Linked DNA regions of Oncorhynchus kisutch: region 1 is linked to region 2. The links are chromatin contacts, called in public Hi-C maps. All regions are on one chromosome and are shown on one strand. The core of a region is the stretch at or near the end of the contact, and the rest is flanking DNA. Distances in the headings are between cores, read along the strand shown. Region 1 holds the start of LOC109904025 (KATNB1-like protein 1). Region 2 holds the start of fsip1 (fibrous sheath interacting protein 1).

What was found. A called contact is a pair of places that touch in the nucleus more often than the background predicts.
Region 1: a contact with region 2 is called in a Hi-C map of muscle, with 11 times the contacts expected there. The contact joins the promoter of LOC109904025 here to the promoter of fsip1 in region 2. A contact is called at or near these places in 2 of 2 Hi-C or Micro-C datasets (liver and muscle).

Annotation. Positions count from the first base shown.
Region 1 is chrLG14:29,287,303-29,292,534 of Okis_V2, forward strand. LOC109904025 (KATNB1-like protein 1) reads left to right here and starts at 1,574. Exons shown (of 10, transcript XM_020501086.2): 1 at 1,574-1,712; 2 at 2,368-2,494; 3 at 2,656-2,693; 4 at 3,184-3,451; 5 at 3,577-3,692; 6 at 3,783-3,833; 7 at 3,921-4,016; 8 at 4,097-4,195; 9 at 4,285-4,378; 10 at 4,477-5,232. The coding sequence starts at 2,375. The coding sequence ends at 4,509. It also overlaps the pseudogene LOC109904534.
Region 2 is chrLG14:29,054,241-29,059,389 of Okis_V2, forward strand. It overlaps fsip1 (fibrous sheath interacting protein 1), which reads left to right and starts at 2,252. Exons shown (of 11, transcript XM_020501084.2): 1 at 2,252-2,462; 2 at 2,579-2,756. The coding sequence starts at 2,586.

The DNA of each region.
Region 1 (5,232 bases), core at 324-2,823, 230 kb after region 2:
GGACTCCAGCTAATGCTCTCATTCAGAGCAGTAAAGGAGAACACATCACTCCAGCCAGCCTCACTGCCACAGTGGTACACTGCAGTGAACACAGGAAAGAAAACACTGTTCTATCAATACTATGATGATGACCGAATGTGACAGGGCATAAACATCCATCATGCTAGTTCGGTGAACATGGAACCCTACCATAAGCAGAGGCAGGTCTCAGGGCAGTGAGTGTGACCCTGTGTATGTGGATCTCCCTCACTTCTGATCCCGTCCATAAAAAAATCTGTTGTTCTGCCCCTGAACAAGGCAGTTAACCCACTGTTCCTAGGCCGTCATTGAAAATGAGAATTTGTTCTTAACTGACTTGCCTAGTTAAATAAAGGTAAAATACATTTTAAAAAGAGTTGCGTTGCTCTTGGCGGTCAGCTCAAACAGTCCCCCTCCACAGGCCGTACTCCATGGTGCTCTCCTCTGTCTCATTGATGGTGGTCCAGGTCATCTCCATAGAGGCAGGGAGTCCTGGGGAGAAAAGCCCCAAAGTTATCCAGCGAGGGGGCCTGCTGATCAGACTGCTCACCCTGCCAACCTGGGTAGAGTTACCTCCCTGGATACTTACTGATCCACTTACGTAAGCTGGGAGAAACTCGCTTAAAAGGCTGCTATTGTTCAATAACTCGCAAGTCTGTGCTTTTGATCTCCCTGTTGACAGGATTTGTGAATTAAACATTTGGTTAAACTCACTGGATATGACTTGTTAGTACAGTAGTGCTAGTGTAATATACAGTAGTGCTAATGGACTATATAGTAGTGCTAGTGTACTATAGTAGTTTTAGTGTATTATATAGTAGTGTTAGTGTATTACACAGTGGTGCTAGTGTATTATACAGTAGTGCTAGTGTACTATACAGTAGTGCTAGTGTACTATACAGTAGTGCCAGTGCACTATACAGTGGTGCTAGTGTGCTATACAGTAGTGCTAGTGTATTATATAGTAGTGCTAGTGTACTATATAGTAGTGCTAGTGTACTATACAGCGGTGCTAGTGTACTTTATAGTAGTGCTAGTGTATTATACAGTAGTGCTAGTGTTTTATACAGTAGTGCTAGAGGACTGCACAATCAGTCAGTGTGTCTCTGATAAGGAAGTCAGAATCAGTCTACCAAACGGATGAAACAGCAGCCTGTGGAGTCAGCAAATGCAGTGTGGCAAGGCATGATGAGTCAATAAAAGCAGATGTGATAGTTGATGTGTGCTTGTGATTGTTGATGTGTTCTCATTTAAAGGACAATTCATTCACTTTGAGTTAATATGTTCTTGCATTGGCTTTCTAACTGATGAGAACGGTCACTTTGTGATTGCCTCCATACAAGCAGCCTTAACGTTCTATTAAAATAGTATTTTAGAGTGAAGCAGTGAAAGATCCAATCCACTACGAGAATAGGATGAACATAAAAGTTAACAAAAATAGATAATTCATTAATTCTGTATTTGAAGTAGTTCATATTTACATTTTGAATTGGACTGCACAAAGCATGTTGAACACTAGGGGGTGCACAACAATAGTCCATTATTCCTATTGTTCAATGAGTGCATTTATGAATCCCCAAGAGTGTCTGGTCATTGTTGAGAAAAGTAACAGAGGCTCCGGTTGGGTTAAGAAACGGTAGCAAAACCAGCCTTGTGAGATCAGAAAATCTTAGAACGTCTATCAACACTGACAGGTAGGTAATTGCAGCTATAGCAAGCTATATATTACAATAGGTTAGCTCGAGGAAGTTTTAGTTATCTAACAAGCAACGTTAATGAGCTCATCTGTAGCTATCCTTCCACATTCTACTGCTGTCTCGAGCTCGCTTGCTGCAAATGTTTAAACTACAATGCCGGTTTTACTGTCTGATAACTTTAAGAGAGATATGTATCGTGACAATGGTAAACGGACATTAGCTTCCTATGAATCGAAAATGTGCAACATAACCAAAAGTGGCACTAAACATAGCTAGCCAAACTTGCTCTCCTTTTCTGGCTACGTCATTATTAAAAATTAATAAACAACGTGCCCGCGAGGAATTGTGGGTAAAACAGGTTTACCCAGCTGCATGGTGTAGCTAGATATGTAATTACACATTCTTTCCCTATGCAAACATAGGCCCAAAGAAAAACCTGGGAATAATTTAGCCCCTTAATGTATCTCTGACTTTTTAAAGTGTATGTTCAGTGTGATGTAATTCAGGTTCTCGCTAGGCTGTCAACCCTTCAAACAGTTGTTCTTATACAAACAGCTGTACATTCTCTCTCTGGTTATTCCCATTACAGAGCTTTGTGTTTGTGTGAGGAGTTTTGATGTATATTGATTACAATGTGTACTTTACCCTCCAGGATATTGATGATGGACTCGGACGAGCCAGAGGAGCATGATAGTGAAGAGGAAGAATATCAAAGCCTTGAAGAGCAGGACATGGTCCAGTACAGAGTATGCTACTCTCATCCAAAGTACACCAAGGAGGTAAGTTTCGGCAGGGAGGGGTTATGATTCTTCTCAATTGCAGTCTATTATATTACTGTTACAACACATTATAGACATTATAGAACTGTATCAGCAATGTTTTGGTAACACCTCCATACAATTCATTGAAATTGATTTTGTAATATGTCTTTACCTTTTAGTTGGATTTCTGTAAAAAGGAAGACGTTAAGAAGAAGAGGTAGGTTTTTGCCATTTCAAAAGTACAGGTTTAAAGGGGCAATCTGCCATTGCTACATTCATCTTTGTATGTATAAATTAATGATACCTATGGATTCTTCAAGAATATAACTTTTTTTTGCCTCATGAGCTTAGTTCAACTATTTTACCCCATCAGAACCAAATATAAGCTTGTCTTACTCCAATGTTTGTAAACAAAGAAAATGTAACAAACACTATATAGCCTCAAAACATGGTTATAACTATAATTTTGATATCATGAAAGGTCAGTCATTGCATCCATAGCTCTATGAATTTGAGAGTGGTTACATTTCTCCAGCCCCATCCTGCTTTTTACCAAAACAGGGGCGGGGGTATTGTTCAATTGCTGATTGCCACTAATGAAATCTTCAACTGGAACAATGTACACACCTTTTTTCATTGTTTCATATAATTTATGATTGAGTGTAGTATTTCTGAGTATTCAGCCATATTTATGTTTCATACTGTAGATGTCCGGTAGGTCGTTCAGGGAACAACCCTGGGAGACAGAAGCGGGTTGTGTCGTGTAAGAGGAAGACCCACCATCTCAATATCTGTCGAAGGAAGCAGCCAGCCACATGGAAAACGTGTGATGTGGCCAACAAGGAGAACGAAATGGCCTGTGTGCAGGACATGGAAGAGATATTCTATATGGACCCATGGGAGTTTCCACTCACTGCCCCCCATCCTAACAAGACTGATGAGGCTGGTTCAAAAAACAGTGACTACTTCATAGAGGTGTGAAATATCAGTAGTGTATTATATTTGTCTAATGAGTGGGTTGTCTCATTATCTTATCATCGTGATATGCTTGTTGTCACAAATATTTGAATGTATTCCACCACCGCTCTGCTGTTTTTCAGTTATCAAAAGACCACAACACAATGACAGAGGTGCTCTTTGGAAGAAATCTGAGACTGAGTGTAGCTTTGACCCTGTGGCAAAGAAATGTTGGAGAACTGCTTACGTATTTTTTAAGGTACGGTAGAACGTGTCAAGATTGAAATATCTAAGGCTTTATTGACACAAAGTTGTGATTCTATAATAGCACAGCTCTTTTCTCCCTCAGGATCCAAGACACTGGTGTGTTTGTTGATTTTCTTCCAGTGATAACAAAAAGGTACATTTCTCATTTTATTTTTAGGGGTAAAAAGCAATGATTACAGTTGAAGTTTCATGACATTTATTTTCTATCTTTCACCGATAGCCTTGATGGTGAGTCAGAGTCACCCAGCGTTTCCATTGGCTGTTGTGTTGACCTTTTCCCCCTAGTGAAAAAGGTCCTCACTACTCCATATGAAGAGTGAGTACCACCGTTAATGACACACTTTTCATTACAAATTCTTGAAAATCCAACTAAACTAATCCCATGTGGTCTTGCAGGCACCTGGTAGCTGGTTTACGATTGGTACAGTCAGTATTAAGACATTGGTGGCCAGAGCTCTCAGCAAGTGGAGGAACTGACACGCAATCTATGGATGGGTATGTTTACTTAACATGCTGACTGGAAGCTATGGAGATGTGTATTCTTTGTGTAACTAAAACCTCTCTGTTTTTAATGATCATTGCAGAAATATCCAAGTGTTCAAACAGCAGCTAAAGGAGTTTTGGAACCAGGAGCCTCATTTGAGTTCAGTTCCAGGAAGTGCAGGTGAAATAGCAAAGGTGGGTTCTAATTTACGGTACATGGTCATTTGAATATATCTAAGACAAGTGCAAATAGTGTTAGTGAAATTTCTGTCATCTTCGTTCTTGTTTTCTAGGTTATAGACTATTACCTGGTACAATTGCCCTGATCGCAATGGTGGCCCATGCCAAGCTCCAGTCTAGTCCTGATGACATGTCGTTGGAGAGTTGGAAACCACATAAGAACACAATAGACTTGTGACACAATGATCTGCACTACTTGACTTTTGATGTGTGCAAAAGCATTACCAAATTAATTTGAGGGCTCCTGAACAGTGCCCAAAGAGTGCCTGCTGTAGAGTGCCAGAGAGCACAGAATTTTAATTACAATTTGAGATGACCAACCCTTGTCCACAATTGCTAACATGACTTAACCTCACTAAATTTCAATGGTATGAAATTAATCCAAAGGATGAAAGTGTGTGCAATTGATTGGTTACAGTAGAGAACCAATTGAAGTTGTGTTGGATGAATTAAAATGGTACTTGAAATTGTTTTTATTGTAAATTGTTTTTTTTTTTTTTATAAGTGAAAATGCCAGTAAGGTTATGTGACACCTTTGTGTTCAGCCAGGCAGTGGTGTTTCAGAGTGGAATGGTTGGCTGTTGGTTGATGGAGTCGGAGAGAAAGGGTAGAGAGAGGGGGTACACTGAGTGGTGAGAGAGAAGAGGTGAGTCTCAGTGGGAGCATGTGTTGGTCAGTGCCGACAGCTCCAGAGTGACTGCCAGCCGGGCAGCAGTACAGCACAATTAGTTATTAGCAACCGCCACTGCCCCGAAAGCAAAGCTGAACTTTTCATGTATTTTTAGTCAGGCTATACTGAAATACTCAAG
Region 2 (5,149 bases), core at 1,002-3,501:
TATGCAGTAGCGAGTCTATACAAGTGGCGAGGCTACATACAGACACTGGTTAGTCAGGCTGATTGAGGTAGTATGTACATGTAGATATGGTTAAAGTGACTATACATATATGATGAATAGAGAGTAGCAGTAGCGTAAAAGAGGGGTTGGTGGGTGGGACACAATGCAGATAGCCCGGTTAGCCAATGTGCGGGAGCACTGGTTGGTCGGCCCAATTGAGGTAGTATGTACATGAATGTATAGTTAAAGTGACTATGCATATATGATAAACAGAGAGCAGCAGCAGCATAAAAGAGTGTTTGGGGGAGGCACACAATGCAAATAATCCGGTTAGTCATTTGATTACCTGTTCAGGAGTCTTATGGCTTGGGGGTAAAAACTGTTGAGAAGTCTTTTTGTCCTGGACTTGGCACTCCGGGACCGCTTGTCATGCGGTAGTAGAGAGAACAGTCTATGACTGGGGTGGCTGGGGTCTTTGACAATTTTAGGGCCTTCCTCTGACACCGTCTGGTGTAGAGGTCCTGGATGGCAGGCAGCTTAGCCCCAGTGATGTACTGCGCCGTACGCACTACCTTCTGTAGTGCCTTGCGGTCAGAGGCCAAGCAATTTCCATACCAGGCAGGTTGTGTCGACTTCAGAAGACAGAGAGAGCATGGCCCTATTCACATTGACAGGACCTCAGTGGAGAAGGTGAAAAGCTTCAAGTTCCTCTGCGTACACATAAATGACAATCTGAAATGGTCCACCCACACAGACAGTGTGGTGAAGAAGGCGCAACAAGGTAGAATTGAGACCATCCTGTCGGGTGGCATCACTGCCTGGTATGGCAACTGCACCGTCCGCAACCGCAGGGCTCTCCAGAGGGTGGTGCGGTCTGTCCAACGCATCACCGGGGGCAGACTGCCTGCCTTCCAGGACACCTACAGCACCCGATGTCACAGGAAGGCCAAAAAGATCATCAAGGACATCAACTACCTGAGCCACGGCCTGTTCACCCCGCTCTCATCCAGAAGGCGAGGTCAGTACAGGTGCATCAAAGCTGGGACCGAGAGACTGAAAAACAGCTTCTATCTCAAGGCCATCAGACTATTAAATAGCCATCACTGGCCGGCTATCACCTGCTTACTCAACCCGGCACCTTTGAGGCTGCTGCCCTATCTGCATAGATATGGAATGACTGGTCACTTTTAATGGAACACTAGTCACTGTAATAATGTTTACATACTGTTTTACTCATTTCATATACTGTACTCTACTGTATTTTAGTCAATGTCAGTCAGACATTGCGCATCCTAATATTTATATACTTCTTAATTCCATTCTTTTACATTTAGATTAGTGTGTATTGTTGTGAATGGTTTGATACTACTGCACTGTTGAAGCTAGGAACACAAGAATTTCGCTACACCCGCAATATCATCTGCTAAATATGTGTATGTGACCAATAAAATTGGAATTGATCCCTAGCTTTTTTTTTTTTTTTGGTATTCTAGGGAGTCTCGTGAGTAGACTGGACCCTGGTTTTATGGATACACAATCAATCGTTTTTCCTGTAGAGTGAAATTTGTTTGTGCAACATAACAAAAATAAAGACTTTTCTTAAACATTACATCTGTAAATTAAGAATAATTATACAATCAGAATAATTTCTTATTTCTTAATTGTATATTTTTTTGTCAGTAGGCTAATGTACCTAACCTTCATTTACTTAAGCTTACTTACTTAAGTTTCCGTTTCTCAATGTGCTACACCTTATTTAAAATATATATATAATTTAACTAGGCAAGTTAGTAAAGAACACATTCTTAATTACAATGATGGCATACCCCAGCTAAACCTGGATGACGCTGGGCCAATTGTGCACTGCCCTATGGGACTCCCAAACACGGCCGGATGTGATACAGTCTGGATTTGAACCAGGGACTGTAGAGACACCTCTGGCACTGTAGCGACACCTTAGACCGCTGCGCCACTCAGGGAGCACTTCTTATATTCTTTATCTTATATGAAGTAGAAATGCTCGTAAACATTTCCCTGATTTGGTTATACTTTTTTAACCACATTTTTATATGACGCACTATGCGAAGCTGCCAAAAAGATTGTATCGTATCATACACATAGCGTTTTACCTCGGACTTGTATTTTGAAGGCAAAATCTGAAAACAGGAAGTCATGTGGATAGATGCTTCTACGGGTTTCTTCTGTGAAGCTAATGTTAGTGCAATCTATGTTCCTTGGGACGTCCCTACTCTAAACCCATATACCCTAACTATAACCATAACCTAACCCTACCATTTTAAATGTCAACTTCCCAAGGACTCCAGATTGCACCAACCGTGATGCTAATAATACATATATATGCCTTGTATTCAAAGTTTGTAGTTACCACATCCGGGTCTTTTGTGTCCTTAGTTACCATTCGGAAAGAAAAACATCACCACCCCTGCCTACACAGCTATCAGGTATCTAGGCTATATTTATAATTTAACGAAAAATACAATAGAACATTTGATTTATTTACCTATATACTTATTGCAAAATGCTCTATTCTAATATTGGGTTACGTTAACGTTACCAGAGCACCTATGGATATTACGAGAGGCAGTTTAGATGATATCTCCCGCCCGGCATCCAACGAGCGTTCTCGCCCGGGTAGCCGTGTATCAACTGTGTCACTGCCTGACGTCGGGAGAGTTTTTCATCCTAGCCCGACGTCCCTGGTGGTCCTTAGCGATGATGCCCCCAACAATAAGCAGGTAATGTGCTTGCATGCACACTTTGTGCGTGTAGAACAAGATGACCTGACATATGCTCCTCAAGAAGTAAAGGGTCAAGTCAAGAAAACACATTTGGAATAATGTGTCAAGAACGGGACACAGTTTGAACCTGATAGTATCTGGTTAATGTTTCACAATTTCCTTTGGGTGGTGGGCCATTCTTGATACACACAGGAAACTGTTGTGGTGAAAAACCCAGCATCATTGCAGTTCTTGACACAAACCATACCCGGTTCAAAGGCACTTCAAGTTTTTGTCTTGCCCATTCACCCTCTGAATGACACACATACATAATTCATGTCTCAAAGGTAAAAAAATGATTTTCAAGCCATCTCCTCCCCTTCAGCTACACTGATTTTAAGTCGATGTAACAAGTGACATCAATAAGGCATCACACTGTAGCTTTCACCTGGATTCACCTGGTCAGCCTATGTCATGGAAATAGCAGGCATTTTTAATGTTTTGTATACTCATTGTATAAAAGCACCACCTTATTTGGTTATGTTAGCTAACTGTCCAGGTTGGAGCTTTGTACCTGAAGGTCCCATGTAGAGGCTGTGTTGTGTGGTTGCTGTGCATGTTTGTTCAAGAACCATTTGAGGACCTTAGAATAATTTGGTGTGGTGGAGTTTCTTACACTTTTGTACTGTGTTTGGAGGCTTTGATGATGGCTTTTGGGTCTGGGTAGACAAAATATCCACAGGAAAGAATTATTAAACCGACTTCAACACACAAGTCTCGCTGTGTGGTGAATATTTGTTTGCTCGAGACCTAAGACACATGCATGTAATTCATGCATATTAACTGAAGTCTTGCAGCTGTTTTACATGGTTTTGCGCATGTCACAGAAATTTAAACAGCAGTACTTTAAATAATACTTTCCTATGGATATTTTGGCAAAAATGTTGACCCAATGAAGGACCAACTGCACACAGACAACCGATAGAGTAAGTTCAAATGTAACCTCATCCCCAGGCTATTGCGCATATAAGCCTGTGACCATAGAAGTCTATGGAAGTGACCTACTGAGTAAATTATTTGAATCAGAACATTTTTGTGAATCACACAGCTAGCTGCGAGGTGTGTTGTGGGAGATGATTAAGCCAAAGCCAATTTGTCCAGGTCTTTCTGTTTTGGCAAACAAAGGCCAAGCTTGATGCGTTGGTCCACCAGACATTTGGGTGGAAGTGTCTGGGAACGACATTAGTTCAAATGTAATTTGATTCAACATTCTGGCTTGTAAGGAAACTTTCTGTCACGCCTTCACCAAAACCGCCACCGCGGAGTTATGCCCACCCATACCCTCCCATATAGGCGAGTCCGCACCTTTGGGAGGGGGGTACTGTCACGCCCTGACCTGAGTTTTCTTTGTTTTCTTTATTATTTTGGTTAGGTCAGGGTGTGACAAGGGTGATATATGTGTTTTTGTATTGTCTATGGGTTTTTGTAAGTCTATGGGTTTTCACTAGTCTAGGTATTTATATGTCTATGGTTGCCTAGATTGGTTCCCAATTAGAGGCAGCTGTTTATCGTTGTCTCTGATTGGGAAACATATTTAGGCAGCCATATTCCTTGGGTTATTTTGTGAGTTTTTGTCTATGTGTTAGTTGCCTGTGTCTGCACTTATCATATATAGCTTCACGTTTGTTTAACCCTAACCCTCTAACCCTAACCTAACCCTTTGTTCTTCGTCTTATTAAAGAAGATTTGTTCATCTCACGCCTTGCTCTCCTCCATACATCGAACGTGACACTTTCCAAGTTTTTGCAGTGCTCTGTTTCAGACTGTATACCAGTAATTGGTATCACAGTCTGATTTATTACATTTTAGTCGATGCTCTTATCCAGAGCATCTTACAGGAGCAATTAGGGTTATAAGTGCCTTGCTCAAGGGCACAATCCCTGCTCAGGGATTCGTATCAGCGACCTTTCAGTTACTGGCCCAATGCTCTTAATCGCTAGGCTACCTGCTGCTCTTATTATTAGGCAAGGGTTTAGCAGTGTAGCCTATATTCAACCAGTAGAAAATGAATGGTGGCAGAAGGCAGTTAACTAACTCTATGTAAACTTTGATAACTTTCTGAACTATACAGAAATAGTAAGAGCATCTTGGTGTGTTCTCTTAATTTTGTCTTTTTGTCTTTTACTGTTAACCAGTCCTTACAAGGCAAGTCAACCCTAACCTTTATCCTACACGTTGCTTTAAATATACTACCATTCAAAAGTTGAGAGAATGCCAAGAGTGAGCAAAGCTGTCATCAAGGCAAAGGGTGGCTACTTTGAAGAAACTCAAATATTACATATTTTGATTTGTTTAACACTTTTTGCTTACTACATGGTTCCATATGTGTTATTTCATAGTTTTGATGCCTT